Regions from separate parts of the Mus musculus genome. Here regions 2, 3, 4, 5 and 6 are each linked to region 1. A link is a contact called in public HiChIP or PLAC-seq and promoter capture Hi-C data. All regions are on one chromosome and are shown on one strand. Each heading gives the region's core, a stretch centred on a gene start, on an enhancer-like site or on the middle of the called end of the contact. The rest is flanking DNA. Distances are from core to core; before and after follow the strand shown. Region 1 holds the start of Epha1 (Eph receptor A1). Region 2 has its middle 21 kb from the start of Gm27549. Region 3 holds the start of Trpv6 (transient receptor potential cation channel, subfamily V, member 6). Region 4 holds the start of Arhgef5 (Rho guanine nucleotide exchange factor (GEF) 5). Region 5 holds the start of Nobox (NOBOX oogenesis homeobox). Region 6 has its middle 33 kb from the start of Prss2.

Evidence for each region. Promoter capture Hi-C pulls out the DNA fragments that hold promoters and counts their contacts. HiChIP or PLAC-seq counts read pairs in DNA pulled down with a chosen protein or histone mark.
Region 2: a contact with region 1 is called in an H3K27ac HiChIP or PLAC-seq map of T-cell acute lymphoblastic leukemia, with 4 times the contacts expected there. The contact joins the enhancer-like site here to the promoter of Epha1 in region 1. A contact is called at or near these places in 8 of 39 promoter capture datasets (cranial neural crest, embryonic stem cells, hematopoietic stem and progenitor cells and 5 more) and 1 of 115 datasets of contacts at active chromatin or transcription factors (T-cell acute lymphoblastic leukemia).
Region 3: a contact with region 1 is called in a promoter capture Hi-C map of cranial neural crest. The contact joins the promoter of Trpv6 here to the promoter of Epha1 in region 1. A contact is called at or near these places in 3 of 39 promoter capture datasets (cranial neural crest, embryonic stem cells and hematopoietic stem and progenitor cells).
Region 4: a promoter capture Hi-C map of embryonic stem cells shows a contact between it and region 1, with 6 read pairs. The contact joins the promoter of Arhgef5 here to the promoter of Epha1 in region 1. A contact is called at or near these places in 5 of 39 promoter capture datasets (the 3T3-L1 cell line, embryonic stem cells and liver) and 1 of 115 datasets of contacts at active chromatin or transcription factors (pancreatic cancer cells).
Region 5: a contact with region 1 is called in a FOXA1 HiChIP or PLAC-seq map of pancreatic cancer cells. The contact joins the promoter of Nobox here to the promoter of Epha1 in region 1. A contact is called at or near these places in 3 of 39 promoter capture datasets (the 3T3-L1 cell line, embryonic stem cells and hippocampal neurons), 2 of 484 Hi-C or Micro-C datasets (cerebellum and cortical neurons) and 3 of 115 datasets of contacts at active chromatin or transcription factors (embryonic stem cells, extraembryonic endoderm stem cells and pancreatic cancer cells).
Region 6: a contact with region 1 is called in an H3K27ac HiChIP or PLAC-seq map of DN3 thymocytes, with 7 times the contacts expected there. The contact joins the enhancer-like site here to the promoter of Epha1 in region 1. A contact is called at or near these places in 3 of 39 promoter capture datasets (cranial neural crest, embryonic stem cells and hematopoietic stem and progenitor cells) and 4 of 115 datasets of contacts at active chromatin or transcription factors (DN3 thymocytes, astrocytes, embryonic stem cells and 1 more).

What each region holds. Positions count from the first base shown.
Region 1 is chr6:42,371,939-42,374,717 of GRCm38.p6, reverse strand. It overlaps Epha1 (Eph receptor A1), which reads left to right and starts at 1,450. Exons shown (of 18, transcript NM_023580.4): 1 at 1,450-1,592; 2 at 2,476-2,543. The coding sequence starts at 1,508. The region is part of intron 2 of 2010310C07Rik (RIKEN cDNA 2010310C07 gene); the gene reads right to left.
Region 2 is chr6:41,580,160-41,583,085 of GRCm38.p6, reverse strand. No RefSeq gene overlaps it. Among named protein-coding and RNA genes, the nearest start is that of Gm27549, 21 kb to the left of the region's middle. Within about 2 kb of position 1,600, at least 16 of the 459 cell types and tissues checked have an H3K27ac peak or open chromatin away from gene starts, as enhancers often do. A contact at or near this core is called in T-cell acute lymphoblastic leukemia, where this site is marked.
Region 3 is chr6:41,634,966-41,637,665 of GRCm38.p6, reverse strand. Trpv6 (transient receptor potential cation channel, subfamily V, member 6) reads left to right here and starts at 1,261. Exons shown (of 15, transcript NM_022413.4): 1 at 1,261-1,683. The coding sequence starts at 1,436.
Region 4 is chr6:43,264,268-43,267,309 of GRCm38.p6, reverse strand. Arhgef5 (Rho guanine nucleotide exchange factor (GEF) 5) reads right to left here and starts at 1,666. Exons shown (of 15, transcript NM_133674.1): 1 at 1,567-1,666.
Region 5 is chr6:43,308,256-43,311,268 of GRCm38.p6, reverse strand. Nobox (NOBOX oogenesis homeobox) reads left to right here and starts at 1,715. Exons shown (of 9, transcript NM_130869.3): 1 at 1,715-1,779. The coding sequence starts at 1,743.
Region 6 is chr6:41,553,263-41,555,970 of GRCm38.p6, reverse strand. It overlaps Tcrb. Among named protein-coding and RNA genes, the nearest start is that of Prss2, 33 kb to the right of the region's middle. Within about 2 kb of position 1,415, at least 89 of the 459 cell types and tissues checked have an H3K27ac peak or open chromatin away from gene starts, as enhancers often do. A contact at or near this core is called in DN3 thymocytes, hematopoietic stem and progenitor cells and thymic regulatory T cells, where this site is marked.

The DNA of each region.
Region 1 (2,779 bases), core at 201-2,700:
GAAGTGGAGAGAGGGAGAGAGAGAGAGAGAGAGACTGACAGACAGGGAAAGTATAAAGTTGTATGGAGACATAGAGAGAATTTTGAGAGGAACTACAAAAAAATAGTAGATGATTTTTAACTTAGAGCATTTTACAGAGTGGGGAAAGAAGAGTTCTATTCAACATTTAGTTCTTCCCATTGAACATGGTTTTTCCAATGACTATTATATATTACATTTACTTATTTATGTCAACAAGAGTAGGGTAGGTCAAGAAATTAGGGATCATATTTATCTACCAATACTTATATATTTTTTTAAAATGGAAAATAAGAAGAAGCATTAATTCTAATAGTATCTACGATCTACCACTTCCCCTCCAGTACAATGACCAAAATATGCAACAATTTAAATGGTAAAAAGATATGCGTGAGTCATATTAATGGGGTGAAGCCAGAAAAGGATGAAAAAGAGGGGCCCCAGGGACTGGAGCCATGAGTGGCTGCATAGCTCACACTGCTAGCCTGTTTTCATCTCTTTGGGGTTCCGCCCTGCTTACCTTATAGTCATCTGTGTGCTGACTTCAGCTCCCCCTACCCCCTAGCCCTCTTCAGACAAGTAATTTGTTTAGGATAAGTACTTTACTGTCTCTGAGCTTAAAACACATACATAGTGAAAGCTGAACAGACATCTATTAAGTAGGATGGGAGGCAGTCCCAAAGAGAGAGCCCAGAGCTGCCACCTCTTCACTAAAACTGTACTGGAAATGCTCCCCAGGTCCCCGTGTCTGCACCGTGGGTATAAGGCAAAGTTCAAACTCCTCCTCCTGTTTACCAAAACCTTCCCGGTTCTGGTCCACACCTGTCTTTCTGCCCTGGCTCCCAAGACAAATGCTGTGCCCCAGCAGTCAAACTGGTCCATGTACCACTCCCTGAGCACACCTTGAGGCTCCCTGCCTGCAGGCCTTTCTCAATCTCAATCTTTCTCTGCCACTAAACACCCTGGTCACGCCAGCTTCCCCCCCCCCCCCCCCTGAGGATTACTCCTGACTTTGTTAAGGATTGTACCAATTTGCATGGTTGTCATCGAAGCCGAACAGGATGAAGGAATGTCTCCCACTCCTAAATTTCCAAGTGAGCATGACAAGTCTCGAGTCCACAGAAAAGAAAGGGAGTAAAACGGAGATCTTTTTTAAGTCAAGCTGAATTCGATTGAAAGCTGGATCAAAACTGGGTTGGGTTTAGGATACATTTAAGAATGTCTGTCTAGTCAATTCCTAGCAACACCCACTAGGCGGCGCCTTCAGTCTCATTCCAACCAAGACGCCTCCAGGTTTTAAAGTTTATTACCTGTCTAACAAGTTTCCTTCCTGTCCTCCTGTCCCTTTAAGAAGGTGAACCAGGTGAGGCTGAGGCCCCGCCCCTCATCTGGCCCCGCCCTCCGCCCCCGCCTAGCCGGCCTGGATCGCCCAGTCCCTCGCGACCTGGCCCAGCCGTAGGGGCCGTGGTCCCAGGTCCCGGCCGGCGCCATGGAGCGGCGCTGGCCCCTGGGGCTTGCATTGCTGCTGCTGCTGCTCTGCGCCCCGCTGCCCCCGGGGGCGCGCGCCGAGGAAGGTACCGACCCCCGCCCTCTCCCTTTCCCGGCTGACGGGCAGCAGCCTGCAAGAGCCGGCATTCCTGAGGAGGCCCTCTTCCCCGAGCCCCACTACTTCTCCCTGGCTTCTCCCCAGTAGCGGGAAGATCGATTGGCCAGGCCAATCTTTGGTCTTTAACCCCAGACTCCTGCCCACGGGATCAGTCACCCCTACTCTGTTGGCCAGCACTATTTGCTGCGGTTGGAGAGGGAGTTCCTGACCACAGCCAGGAAGCTGCATTCCTACTGCAGCATCATGGGACCCTCCAAATGCCCACCCCTGACTTTGCAGCAGCACTCAGAAGTCTGAGGCGGAAAGCCTCCTTCTGCCAGCCTAACCGGAGCACAAATAATCCTCCAGTGGTGGAAGGATTAGAACTTTTGGGATTGCTAGGTGTAGGGGTCCAATCTTCCACCTAAAGTTTTGCACACTCTGTCCATGCCCCTCCCACTTCCCAAAATCATAGCTTCACCTAAGGCCCCACCTCCTCTACCCTCACCTACCAGAGCAGGCCACTGACAACTGGAGTCAAAATCCAGCAGGATCCCCCTGCCAGGGTCCCACTCAGGACTACAAAGGCTTAGCTTCCCTGACGTCCGCCCACGGCATCCTTGCAGATGTTCTCCAGGGCTCCGTGGGTGCCACGTCTGGGGTTGCTCTTCCAACGCTTGCCGTCCTGACTCTGGTTCAGGCACCAGTCCCCCAGCCCTTGCCCCACTCTGCCTTTCTCCTCTGCCTCAGGATGTCACACTGTTAGGAAGACGTTCTGGGCAGCCTCGGACTGGGGAGTCCCAGAATACCCAGTGTAGGGAGTTGGGTACCACCACCCCAGGGATGACATCGTTCTTTTCTCCCCCATTCAGTCACTCTAATGGACACAAGCACAGCACAAGGAGAGCTGGGCTGGCTTCTGGATCCCCCAGAGACTGGGGTAAGTATTTGAAGGACCTGGGAAAGTTCAAGTTTGAAGGCCAGTGGGAAATGGGGTGGAGAGGTGGGTGGAGGAACAGAAAAGAGCAGGAAAAACTGGAAGTGTCTCCTCAAAGAGGGGGAGGGGAGCTGAGTCAGAGGCTCCTGAATGGTACTCCTAGGGAGCTGGGGGGTGTCAAACTCCACTCAGTGGGACTATCGCTACTCCCTCACCCTCCTACCATAGGGTTGGGGGTG
Region 2 (2,926 bases), core at 351-2,850, 790 kb after region 1:
CCTCTGAATTCTATGAACTGAACTACATGCACTTACTGCACTGACTGCATAAACTGAATTCAACTGAGCTCCACTGCACTCACTGATCTTCCCTCCATTCTGACCCAATTTGTGCTGCTGTTAAGTAACCTCTTTTTCCTGTCCTAGGGATAGTTGAGTTTATCCAGTCTCTGACTCATTTGTCAAATCTTTCTCTGACTCATCACTTTGTCTGCTCCTCAATTAGATGTCACTTTCAAACATGGCTGCTTCTTTCTACAAACTAACCTTACCTTCACTGTTAGGAATTAAAGGTGTGAATTTAGGGCATGTCTATATTCTAGCCAGAACGATTAAAGGTGTGTCATTCTAGCCAGATCATACAGACGTAGAACTTTGGATGTGATTCCTTGCCAGAGCAGTCATATCCCTAGATTAAAAGTACTCCACACAACCTGTTAGGCTTTGTATATGAAATGACACTACCTGCTCCTCAAGTCCTCCATCCCCTGCTATCAAACTATAGGTTCATATTTTTAACATTGTTCTCCAGTGGGCAACACTATTTTGGGAGTCTGTAGGACCTTTAGAAAGTAGGGTGTAGTTGAAGGAAATAGGCCATTAGATCCAGACCTTGCTTGTCATGTTCACTGATTCTTGGTCTGTGGTGGTGTGAGGAATGTCTCTTACATACTCTCATTGACATGAACCCTGCAACCCTTTCCTTGTGTTTGTGGTTTGCAACCCTCTGAAACTGAGCCAAAACAAATTTTTATTCTGTTAGTTTGGTTATGTCATTTTACTGTGGTCCTGAAAAAAAATTACTGATTCTCTGTACCCCAAGAAATATCCAAATATAAATATATGTCACTGCTGTCCCTCCTCGTCCAGCTCCTCACTTCAGTATCAGGTTCTGTTTTTGTTTTTGTTTTGTTTTTTCCTTTCTTTTTTTCTTTCTCCTTTCAACACTGGGATTATTCAAAGCCTTGTTCTATCATGACCAATGTATGGTTTGAAGCAAAAAAAAAAAAAAAAAAAAAAAGAAAGAAAGAAAGAAAGAAAGAAAGTCTTATCATGTTTTAGAGTCATTGTTTTCACTGATAAATGCAGTGAATTGCTCTCCATGAACTGAAGGACATCCACGGTGGCAAACAATGTGTCTGCGCTCTCACATGGGGTAGAAATAACCATGAAACCATAATTCCCTACACTCAGCTGAAGAGAGATGTTGCATGATGCAATAATTCAAAGGTTCTTAAATGATGGCATTTTTTAAAAATTTAGATTTAAAACAATATAATTTCTTTTGCCAAGAGCTGTGTCCTTCTGCTTGCAGGCTCTACTGAAGAGTCCTCACACCTTTGGTGTGTTTTTATCATCACTTGTCTGACTGTGTCTGTCCTTTTGGCCTGTGATAGGAACTGGCTTCCTTTGGCTGGCTCTGTACCTCCAGTGCCCCTACTCCCCAAGGCTAGCTCTTTATTCCCCCAAGCTTTTCTCTCTGCTCCCTCAGCCTGGCTCCCTGCTCCCTGACTCTGCTTTCTACCCTCTGGATTATGATCAGGCAGACTGACAGCAGCTGCTTCCTATTTTTCCCCCCTCCTTCGCCCATGTTTGAACTACTCAGATCTCATTTCATCCTACTGCGCATGTTTCGGGGCCACCGGCTTCTCTCTTTATCTGCGTTTAATGTCATGCCATTCTGCTCCTGTCTCAGAAGCTGCTTGTTTCCGTACAGGCTTTGTTGCCCTCTCTGTTTGCTGTCCTATCTCTATAGCCGATCTAACAGTTTCAAATGATACTACCTACACATAGGGAAAGTATCTTTTAATTCCCTCTCCCTTGGTTTTACACTGCATTGATTTTTTTTTTTCTTCTCCTGAAGACTCTAGGCCAGCTGTCATGTAACAATGGTTCTTCAAACTTGGTCTTTTGATCCTTTCCTTTTCTCAGATGTGGGCATTGTTAGGAGGGAATAAGAATGTTCATCTGGTTTGGCTTTTGTGCAGCTTTCTGCTTTCTCTCTGCTGCTGATGAAAATATTTCTGGTTTGTAATCGTTTCTTCTTTAAAAATTACAGCACTCTTAAATCTAGATCATACTAGGGTGTTTGGTTTGTTTTTCCAGAATAGGAGTTTTAAGGTCCATGAAGAATGCCTTTCTGTCCTCCTTTCTTCTCTCTCTCCCTCTCTCTCTTTGTGTGTGTGTGCACGCACTTGCGTGTCTCTGTGTGTCTCTCTTTTCTCTCTCTCCTTCCCTCCCTTTTCCCTCTTCCTCTCTCTCCTTTTCCTCTCTCCCTCTCTCTCCTCTCTTCTCTTTCTGGACAGAAGCTATCTAGAAAGGCTATGGCAAGCATGTTTTCTGGAGATGGCCCACCATTTTACATGGCTGAGATGGATGCACTCTGGAGAGGCAAAACCCCAAAGACTTTGTCCCAGGATTACTTCTTGCTGATATGCCTTTCCTGCCAACTATCACATAGCTTAATGATTCCTGGACATCAGCCCACCCTATTGGGCAAATTTCCTGTAGATCAACGTGAAGATGAACTTTCATGAATTAATGCTGTTTATATGAATTAATGATTTCATAGAATTCCTAACTCAAATAATATAATTTTAGGAAAAAAGTTTAGGGAGATGGATTTAGTTGTTTTGCCAGAAAGATGTAATAAAGTTAGAATCAAGAATAGAATGTGCCCCCTCCTCATAGCATAGCTAAGTAAAGACTGCATAATAAAGAGTAAAATAAGCTTTCATAAATTGCACTAAGAAGAGAAAAAGGCTTTGTGATCAAGGAAAAACATTCATTCTAGGTCAAGTCCAAGGATGAACCCACAGATGTGCACTATGGTAAAGCAAGACTATGTGAAAGAGTTGCTATTAACTTTTAATGAGCTTACAGAATGAAACACTGCTTTGAACTTACTATCAACATCCTTCTGTAA
Region 3 (2,700 bases), core at 12-2,511, 740 kb after region 1:
CTGATCTTTGAATCAGACATAGAAAACAACAAGCTGAAGCTGGAGAGTGACATACAGACACCTGTGACTTCAACAGCCATCTGCCATCCCAGATAATTGAGCCCCCTGGGAGGCAGAAGAATTTTGAATGAGGCAGAGGTTCTTCCACATAAGGCAAATAAGCCAGATTTATCTGCAGGTTGGCCCCTGCTGCAGTTCAATGCTGCTGCTGCTCCTGCTGCTGCGACCCAGGATGCCTGTGACTTTGTCTGTGGAAGTCTTAACTCTGGCAGAAATCATTTTGCCTATTAGCGTGAGTGCATGAAAAAGCCTAAACAGGGCAGACTACAGAGCACCAGGTGAGTTTGGGTTTCACTTCTCACTTCTCAGACCTCAAGGATTCGCTCTAGCACTTGGAACCTCTATTATCTCCATGGGCAAAATATGAATAGTAACTGCCTTATAGGTTCCACGTGAGTTTGTGGAGACACACTCAATTGTTGCGCCTAGTGCCAGTGGCAATGACCCAATGTCTTTATGGGGAGGTTGCTAGATAAAATGCTCTAGAGCATATAAAATATTTATATTTATTGAAAAAAATTATCTAGGCATTCTTATAGCTTTAATTTCCAGACAAAGTTTCCCTGTGTAGCACAGGCTGCCCTCCAACTTTCCATTTTCTGCATCTACATATACAGGGCTGGAATTACAGGTTGGTGCCACCTCACTGGGACCAACCTGTGTCTTATTTGGTAACCCACCTACCCCTAGAAAAATCCCAATCTTCCACCACTAGATTTTATACCCTGACTCACTAGCTTGGGGATGGATATTACATCATTAAATGGTGATAATGGAGACCACCCACAGCCAAAGAGAAAAGACTATACTGGGTTTATAATGCCTAAAATACTTACATGTAGTGTCTGGTACTTTACAGAAACCAGTGCTAACTCAAAGTGGGTGAGATTTTTGCTATTTATATATTTGTTCAGGGCCAGGTGAGACATTTAACCCTGAGAGTCAAGAGAACTTAAAACCCAGACCTTCAGTAAAAACAGACAGAAGTTCCTCCATCCTGCAATGAGCCTGACCTGTCCCAGCCTTCCTAGAAAAAGGTCACTGGGTATCCCAAAGTCCAGGGGCCAGCTCTTTAATCTCTTTGAAGACCTAAGAACAGGGGAAGAGTTCCAGGGTGGAGAGAGTTGCAGCTGACGCATGGTCTCAGTAGGCAGGACTTTGGGGCCTGTCTCTTTAAATCTCAGGTAATTTGGGAGGAGGGAGGGAGTGCCCACATAGCTCCTGCTCACTCCCAACAGGAGCTCCAGAGACACAAGCCCAGCAGATTTCCAGCCCGGCCAAGAGGAACAAAGCAGGAGCCCTCTTCAGGCTCCTAGGGGCAGCCACGGGAAGCCTCAGCAGCTCCACAGGTGAAGTAGGAGACAGAAGACAGGAGACGGGACCTCTACAGAGAGAGGACAGGCCGGCTCTTGGGGGTGCCAATGTGGCCCCAGGGTCGAGCCCAGTTGGGGTCTGGCATCAGCCTCAGCCCCCCAAGGAACCAGCCTTCCACCCCATGGGGTGGTCCCTGCCCAAGGAGAAGGGGTTAATACTCTGCCTATGGAACAAGTTCTGCAGATGGTTCCACAGACAAGAGTCCTGGGCTCAGAGCCGAGACGAGCAGAACCTGCTGCAGCAGAAGAGGTAAGTTTGCCATCTGCTTCTGCGTCTTCTACCTCTGCAGCAGCAGGGCTTACACCCCACCCCTCCTGGCTTGCTTGAGTCTTCTCTTAGCACCCTGTCTGGACAGTTTGTGCCCCTTGTTAGCACCGTCTCCTGAGCCTTAGCCTGTGAGCCTAGCTGGCCAGAATGTCAGGTGGGAAGTTGCCTGGGCACAGTTGTTAGTTTCCCTTAAGGTACCATTCATTTCTGCAGGATTCCTGTGAGTACTTCCCCAGTAGCCAGGCATCTCACTACCCCCTTGTAAGCTATCTCCCCAAAAGGTGATGGTGGCAGCGTAATATCTTATGTATCTCTACTCCATGCCCCTACAGCAGACTATAACAGAAACACATTTTATATAGAAGCATGCATGTGGAAATGAATGAGTGACTGAATAAATAAAGAGGTAAGAAAAGATGGCAAAAAATATGAAAATACATATCATTCCTGTGCATCTGTCTCAGCTACTTGAGTTTAAAGAACCAACAATGCTCGGTTGCAGCCTGGAGTGTCTTCCCCCTCTATTCATGGGTTGGCATGGACTCCTGGGCTCAATGCCAAAGATGCTCACCATGCTATCTTTCAGGCTAGGGGGACTGGGAGAGAGTCTGGAGTTTAAGCCCTTAGAAAATCTCCTATTTTGATTCTATCTGCTAAAAGTAGACTTCCTTCTATTTACTTGGTAGCCACTCCTGACTCATGGCATCTTAGAGTTGGCTTTGAGAGCAGGAAAATGGATGATCCACTGGATCTTGGGCCCAACCTGTGAGCACTCTTCTCTCTGACATTGCCATTGGGGTTCCACATCCATTTGGTGACATGCTAAAAGGAAGTCCTGCTTTTGTGGCTTCCCTCCAAGGCAATTCAGTGACAGGTAGCATGTGTATTCACAGAGGAAAGGCAGAAAGTTTTTGTCTTCAGGTTTTTCTCCATCTCTGAATGCAGGGCTTGTCTTAGCCTGGCCTCAAGGCTGCCTGGGATTTCCTATGCTTTTGATTA
Region 4 (3,042 bases), core at 417-2,916, 890 kb before region 1:
ACATTGTGTACTTTACAGACACTCCAAGTGGCCAGCTTACTCTACACACATTGCAGGTACAGGGTCCTGTTTACAACACAGGCTAACACCTGTTTGTGTCTATACCATTCTCTACAACATTATCTCAGGAGATCGCACTTCTGTCCACACCAGGGTAAGTGACTATTCCAGACACCACAAATGACGTCTATCCCAAAGACAGGCAAGTCCATAACGTGACCACACACAACTTCAGACAAACCACATTATGGGCAGCCATACCCTCCAGGGAAAACAGATATATGAAAACTTTGGCTACATCTTCAATTTCTGTATTCTTTTGAAAAGAGGTACCCCTTCACATTCCTTCTGACTTGTCCCTCCCAATGCTTACATCTCTCTTTTACCACAAACTTAGAATTTAGAAGCTGTCTGTCCTCTACTCAGCCTCCCCCTTGTCCCCTCCAAGTCCTTTTAAGGTCCATGGGTTCTGTCTTAGACCCGAGGACTGGTTAACAAATGATGACTGTTTTGATAGAGCCAGAAGCTTGCATACCCCAGGTGTAGATAAAGCAGGAAGTGTGGGAAGAGGCCACACTGGGGGCTGTTTCTCTGGGACTTGGTGCTTTTGAAGTAAAGCTGAGAGCACAGTGGGAGAGCAAGGGAGGAAGGAAGCTGAAAGGAAAACCACCCTCTCAACTCTCCAGTTTGGTGTGCCCTTCCCCCTCAGTCTGACACAGCGCTGGCCAGAGTTCACTGCTAGGCCGACAGGAGGACAAGATTGTCCAGAGAACCCAAGATCCAGGAAAGGGGGAGGGGAAGAAGACTTGAAAACTGAGGCTCTAGGGCTAGCTCTCCCGGATCAGTTCTGGAAAAAGGCATTTATAGAAGATGCCCCAAACTAGGGCTCTGAAAATGGGCTACCGCACCGCGATATTCCGAATAGCTCTCTTACACGTTCCTTAGAACCTTGTGCCGAGGCCAACAAGAAACTCCCTATACACAGGTAAATGGGGGAGAGGGAACTCAGGGCAAGGATCCCTGATTCAGATTTCAGAGCCTTAGTTAACAGCGGAGAGAGAGGTGTGTACATAGATTCACACATACGTAGGCATGTAAATGCCGCGAAGATAACGAAGCAAGGCCCAGGCCTGGTTACAAAAGAAAAAAAAAAGACACTTCCAGGTAAGGAACCGTCTAGAAACTGAATCTCAAGAATTCTTTATCATAGGAGTTAGCTTTCCCCAGGGCCCCGACTTTCCGGGTGGAAAAAAGTTCTGATTATTGGCCCGGGAACATTGCGGGGCAGGGTGCCCATTTCCAAGGCTCAGACCTGGTTGGAAAGCAAAGTTTGCCAGGAGGCCATTCCTTCCAGCTCCCTTCCCGGTCCCGACCAGGTACTCAGCCCCTCACTCGGAGCCCGGCCCACTGGCCCAGCCCCCCATTTCCGGAGTCTGCGCCCCGGGACCTGGCCGGGACTGGTCCCGGGGGAGGCCTAGTTCTCTCTTCTTTCCCGCCCCTGCCTTACCTCCACCCGGCTCCACGACCACCCAGAGTCCGGGGCTCAGAAGAGAAGAGAGCACCCACCTGGTCGGAGTCACATGCTGCCCCGGGCTGGCCCGAGAGTCCCCTCCAGGTCCGGGCGCCCGCCGCGGTCCCCAGCCAGGCCAGGCCGCCCCGGCGCCCCACCCGCGGCCCGCCCCTGCCGCCGGACGGGAGGGAGGGACCGGCTTCTCCCAAGGAAGTTTCAGGTGAGGAAACAGGGACACACCTTCCCGGGGGAGGGGCAGCTCCGGGCAGAGCTGGGAAGAGCGAGCTCCGCGGGATTGAGCTCTACCCACAGCACCGGCAGGCCGTGGCCGTCCAGGGGCAGAACCCAGGCAGGAGTCACCAAGGAGCCGCAGGAGAGAACTGGGCACGGGACTCGCCGGTGTCCGGCGTGGCCCTAGACTCCCCTGCGTGTCTCTTCCTCCGTGGGTCCTCGTCAGGTCTCCAACTGAGGCTCATCCGGACCCGGCTGACTTTCTGCCCCTCGATGTTTCCGAACATCTGAGATTTGGGATTGTCAGCGTGTTTCTTTACTTGGTGTTTGCCATAAGATAAAGGGTTCTTGCACAAGTTCTTCTGTTCCTGTCTGTATGCTTCTCTATCTCTTGTCTCTCCCTCTCTACCCCCCTCTCTCCTTCCCATGTTCCTCTCTCTCTTCACTGGGTGCATGTGAAACATTCTTATGTCTTTTCTGTAGATAGCCTCTGTTTGCCACCATGTTCCAGAGTTCATTTTAAGATCTTATGTCTCAGTTTGTATGACCCTCCTCTGTTCTTTCCAGTATTCGGAGAGAGAATACACACACACACACACACACACACACACACACACACACACACACCTTTACCTAATGACAGGAACTTTGGATGTTCTGTCCACAGGCTCCCTCCCCAAACCCATTCCTGGCTCTGGGGGGTACCATAATGACTTTTTCCCCAGGAGAATTAACAGGCTCTTTGGCTGTTTTTCTTTTAGGAATGCTGTGGCCCACAACTGCAATCAGCTTTTGTGGGTAGACTGTCCCCTGATCCCTGTGTCCACCGCTGCTGCACTGGCCCTGGCAGAAGAGGCTAAGCAGTTGTTTGGAAGGCCCTGCAGAATCAAACATGACCAAGGGAGAAAGGCCTCCTCTCTGATAGTCCCGAAGCAATGCAGTGTTCAAAAAATGCCCTAGTTCCGTCATGCTCTTTTGGAGGATTAAACTTTAAAGAGTTTAGCTAGCTTAGACACACTCATAATTGCAGTGAAGTATACAGGAAATAATAAGAAATGCCAAGTCTAGGATTCGGCCATATAAGGGCAGGCCAGCATGCTTCATAAACCCAGCAAGGGCATAGAACAAGGAGTGAAGAGAATCTGAAAATTAAAGCTGGTCAAAAAGTTCCTTCTAGACTGGGAGAGAAACCCTAAGGACTCAGAAAGTCCTGATCTCTAGTGGGTGAACACATTTTGTTAACCTCTGCTGCAGAAGTTGCTGGTGTCTGTCAGCACTCCTGCTTGGGCACAGCTAGTGTG
Region 5 (3,013 bases), core at 466-2,965, 940 kb before region 1:
AATTAAGGTTTCAGAGGAGGAGACCTGCAAGGTGCATTTTAAACAAATTCATTACAAAATCCTAGTCTATGGCTGGGTATCAGAATAATTCCAAAACCATTCGATCAACGTGCTCTGAACACCTGGGTGTGGAACACAGAGAGTCAGCCTCAAGAAGGCCCTTACATCAAGGTTGAGGCCTTGCGTGCTGTGTGGATTTTTAGGTAGGCTGTGACATGGTAAGCCACACAGCTTCAGCAAAGGGGTCAGCACTTCTAAGAAGTGGTTCCTGCTGCTCCAGGTCCCCTTGCCTGCCCCCTACTCAATGGACAGTGACCATATAGTACTGACATGGCCCATTCCACTGAGCTACTGTCAGAATCTGTGACTTCCAATAAGCTGCTGTGGGGAAGGCAGGCATTTCCCCCCCCCCTCCGCCCTAGTTTCTGGTACACAGTAGTTGTCCTTTAAATGATTACACTAGAAAACCATAATGTTCCAGCCACAACCAAATGATGCTGGGTTTCCCATAGAGAACAGCTTCACTGGGCCCACACCCTGCTGGCCTTACAGAACGCTGCAGATATTCTAGCCCAGAAACTGGATTTTGAGCCTAAAATTCTCTTTAAAGAGTTGGGGGGTGGGGGGTGGGGGTGGCTCATGCCATCGTCCTAAGACTATGGGGTCAAGGGATACCTTTCAGGAGTTGGTTCTCTCCAACATTTCACTGGGGGCTGAACTCAGGTTTGTAAAACAAGCGCATTTTTTTTTTTTTAATTTTTACCACCGAGCCATCTCACTGGCCTTTAGTTAATTTAGAGCTTTATGTTGCAGAAATAACTAAGACTCCTACTCCTGTCAGAAGTCTCTCAAAAATGATCTTTAGACACAGGAAAATGTCCCGGTAGCTGATTGTTTAATATGGCAGGAAAAAAATGCCTGGTGTCCAGAACCTTGGAAGTAACTAAAATCAAAACACGTGAGCCCGGGTTAGAAGCGGCTCTTCCTCCCCCAGCTTGCCGCAGCTGTTTCAATCTGGCCAACACTCACATTCCTCACCCCCCTCCCACTCCACTCCGGTTGAAGAAGAAGTAAGAACTGTATAATTTTGCTATCTTTTTTCCTAACAGAAATAAACATTCCATGAACCAGGAGTCTCTCTTATCCTGGTTCAATATCCAGAAAGCTGATATTCAATGGGCAAGCCTAATAAGAAAACCTGGACTCGCTTGAACCTCGTCTATACTTGCAAACTTGTGCGGGATCCGAGAGGTTTAGTCTCCTCCAGGCCTGGGGTACTTTCAACTCCATTCCTGTCTTTGCCCCTGGATCTGTATGTTAAGGCTACTCAAGTCAGTTAGGACTTTGAGGCACAAGAATCCTTGAAGCAAGCAGTAGCTAGGACAGGCTCATATTCAAGGGTCAAGAGGGGAGCCACAACCATGTCCGTTCACTGCGTGCTAGGATGTGGGTTAGCCTGGGATCCCCCCTTCCATTGCTGTTCTGCTCCTGCCCCGACTTTGGGGAGGTGTCTTTGACCAGTATCTGGTACCCTTGGCTCACAGGGAACTGCAGGATGGCTCTCCCAGCCCCCACCCCAGGTGTGCGGTGCCTCGCCCTGGGGGTGGAGTTGGGGGGCGCCAGCTCCGCTGCGGCTGCGCTGCATGACCTGTGCAGACTCCACACACCTGGCCACCCCACGGACTTCATTAAAGCCGCGCGCCTGTGGTACCAGGGCGAGCTCAGGAGAGGGAGCCTGGGCCATGGAACCTACGGAGAAGCTCTGCAAGAAAATGCAGGGTGAGCACCCATTGGGGATTGGCCTTAGTGAGGACGGTTTGCTGAGCCTGTGAGGGCTGCTGCTCACTGGGCCAGCCTCGAGAGCATGTTTAGGTCTGTGGGTAATGGGAAAGGGGGGTCACCTAACCACATCCTTCTGGTGAGGGATCATCTCCGGTGTGCTGGGGATAAAGAACCGCTCTAACCTAGCTTCTCCCACTCTTCGCCCCTTTCACTACGGTACATTAGTGGAATAAGGTCCATGTTTGTGGAGTGCCTACTCCGTACCATGCTTATTACTGTGCTACATGTTAATCACCGTTATGAAACTTTTTGTTTGTTTGTTTGTTTGTTTGTTTGTTTGTTTTTTGAGACAGGGTTTCTCTGTATAGCCCTGGCTGTCCTGGAACTCACTTTGTAGACCGCCTGCCTCTGCCTCCCAAGTGCTGGGATTAAAGGTGTTTGTCCCAGCGACCCTTGACACCATTACTGCCTTCACCCTCTGGTTGCACCCCGCCTCCACCTCTCTGACAGGGTTCTACGGTGTATATAGAATCATCTGGAAAAGGCGCCTGGGCCAGGACTTGCCCCCAGCTTTATCTATTATTAGAAAGTTTTTTTAGAGGTATAGTCAAAGGCTTCAGTTACCGTTTACTTACACAGTTTCTGGTTTCGTTGGAAATGACAGCAACTCCCTGAGGTGAATTTTCTTTTGTGATAAGTACTTGAAGTAACTAGGAGAAGCGTTTGGATTCCAGGAGGTGGCTGAGAGTAGACTGAGCCCCTGGACCGAATCCCTGTGTGATCTTGGGTTGATTATTTAAAGCCTACCCGCATTTCTTCACCTAGGGGGAAGTACATGGGGGTGAGGGGGAGGTCAAATGGGTTCTGTGCTCCACTGCAAGCCCATCTCTAAGAGTTGCCTAAGCGGCGGGGAGGGCGAGCTTCGCAGCTGGTTGGAGGGTTTTTTCCTTCCAGATGAGGGCTTCCTCACCTGCAGAAGAGTGGGACTGGGCGGAAGGAAGGAGAGGAGGGAGGAACCAGAACACGTGGATTGAGGGCTAGGAGGGGGAAAGGATTGGGGAAGGTAAAGCCTCCATCATTCATTCATGTGATTCCCCCTCTGATGGCCTCTGCCGCTCGTGCCTGGGCTCTGGAAGATCCAGGGCCCTGCTTTATCTCCTCTGCAACCCACAGTGCCTTGCTTCCCTTCTGAAACCAGGGCTAGTCTGAGGAAAGCCAGGATGGCAGTCTG
Region 6 (2,708 bases), core at 166-2,665, 820 kb after region 1:
TAGAACATTCCTGTTGGAACTCTGTGCAATCTCAGGGTCTGTCTTCAAGGAGAAACACTGTGTGTGTGTGTGTGTGTGTGTGTGTGTGTGTGTGTGTGTACATTAAAAGGAGAAACGATTTTTAGCTAGATTTAATACAATTAAGTTCCAAATGAGAGGATTGTTTGAATAGAAACACAGAAATCTCAGCGTCTTTAAAGTCTTGGAAACAGCAAATGAGAAAAAGAAAATCCTAGTGATGGCTAAGGATAATGTAGCACACAAGAAGAGGCTGTTTAAGGAGAGTCCTGAAAACCATGTATACACACTAGAGCAAGTCATTATCCTGCATTTAGTTATCTGCCTCTATTTATGCATAAAGATTCTGCTGCCATAACTGTTTCAATTGTACCCAAAGGTCAAAACCTCAGTCATTATAACTAGGGAAAACAGGAAAACACTTCAGGATGGCATATCCTAATAGTAGGTGCTACCTGCTGCCAACATCAATGTCATGGTTCCTGGTTAAATGTGGCTTCTTTTCTAGGAGATCTGTAAGGATGCTGATTTTGACTTTGACTTTATAAATGTGTCACAATAACTATCCCTAAGGATATCATTGCCTGATTTTCACACACAGGCTGCTGAGGACCACAGAAGTTAGAGAAACTCCCCTCAAGGATCTAAGCCATAATGGGATTGACTGGGGCCCCTTGACTGCTTCTAGAAGGTAGAAAAAGGCCCAGCCTTAGGAAGGCTGGGCTACTTCATATGATTTTTTAAAGATTATATGATTTAGTTGAGTGTGTGATGGATAGAGCAGGATTGGCTTGTATATTTTGCGAGTTCCCACTTCCTCATTTGAGAGTTTCTGGAGGTCTGGTTTTCCATTCTTTCCTGTGTTGTGTGTAGACGTTTCCCTCATCTTACCCACATGAGGCAGGAAATACAAAGCACATTCACTTTACAGCCCTTACTCACAGAGGATACACCCCAGCGAAAGCCAGCCAATGAATGCAGGACAGACAGACCATCTATTTTTCATTCGGTTTATTATTTAGACTCTGTTCCTGTGACTCATTACATGAATGGGCTCTCATTACATTAGTTGAAGGAAATGGAGGATACTTGTGAAGAGAGGGTGACTGGAGTTGGGGTTAAGTGGAAAGAGAAGTGGGAAGAGCGGTGATGTGGGAGCCATGGGAACCCTAATGAGGTCAGAGCTGTTATTGCACCTGTCTCCATGGTGCATACTGAAGGCTTCTGTTTCCTGTGTGACTTCTAACAGATGTAAGATAGTTTAGATGGGGGGCTTGAGATGAGATATATGGGTTCCCCTTTAGAGACCCTCCTCTTGGTTGTTCTCACTGTCACGGTGATAGCTAGAGGCTGAGGTAGAAAGGGCTGCATGAGAAGGGTTTGAAGACAGGATGTGGCAAGTGTGGTTCCCAAAATGCTCAGAATGTGAGTGAGTGGGGGAGCATTCACAGGCACCCCAGATGTAGGACCTGGTAAATGTCAAACCACATCCTGTTGTGACTCCTGGAGATGGAGCTATGGCAGGTGGCCATTCTTACTTGGTGCTGATGTTACTTACAGATAAACAGCCAGACCTGGGGTGAGATGCTTCCACCCCTTCCCCCATTGTCTTCAGGAACCGAAAAGTCCCAGGAATGCATCTCTTCACTTGCTGATGTTTGATGAAAAACAGTTCTTCTTAAGATTATTTTTTTTATCATGTTCCTATATCTCTTTGCTGGAATCGGTCAGGGAAACAAGTATTAAGGGTCCTACTGTGCCTGGTTAACTATGGGACTCAAGATCAGCACTGTCCCTTTGCAGGTCAGATGCCTTGTAAGATATATCACAATGTGTGTGTCTGGAGCTGGGAAGGACTTAGATTTCCCCACTTACCATTCTGTCAGTGCTACAAGGCCTGCAGAATTTTCATCAACAAACCACTAAGTAGGGTCTGAGGCTCCTTATGGAGCACCTTGGTTCACAGGAATTGAAGGGATCTGGAAAGCTGGAGATGGTAAATGCATTCTGCAGCTGGGGAGAGAGGAGGGGGAAGAACTGATTCTCTGAGTTTTAGCAGATCCTGGACTCCAGGCAGAGTTTGGAGAACATGTGCTCCATATCGAGCTGAGATCTTGCTGTGATTTTGTGAATCACTTGTATAAGATTAAATAAGGCGACATGATCCCATCTGAGAGAGTGTGAGGATAGAGGGATAAATATAATGGACTACAGAATTAGAATCTTGTTGAGACTTGGTAAGTTTGGAAGAAGCACTAAAGAAATAAATGCAAGAGAACCGAAGTACATTTTGGTCTCCTGCACATCCTCACAGATAGAAAAGCAACAATTTGCACACACAGAGGGGGTACATGGCTCAGATGCAGCACATGTGTGAAAGAACTAGAGTTTTGAGTCCCAAGTGATCTCTGAGTCAACGGCAGGATGTAGACATACAAAGGTAAAAAGTCGCCCCACCCAAATGATACCTAACACATCAAAAACAAGGGGTATAACTAACTCCCTCTTTACTCTATGTAGGTCAGAACCCACCTGGTGCTGAGTTTTTTTTTTTTCTGAATACAGTGCTTTCAGAATGATAGAAGGATAAAAGTGAGCTGAAATGTTTTTATAAGAAAGTAACTGATCCACTAGGAGAAAGAAATGCTCAGAACTGTACATTTGAGGGAATGAGAGAGAGAGAGAGAGAG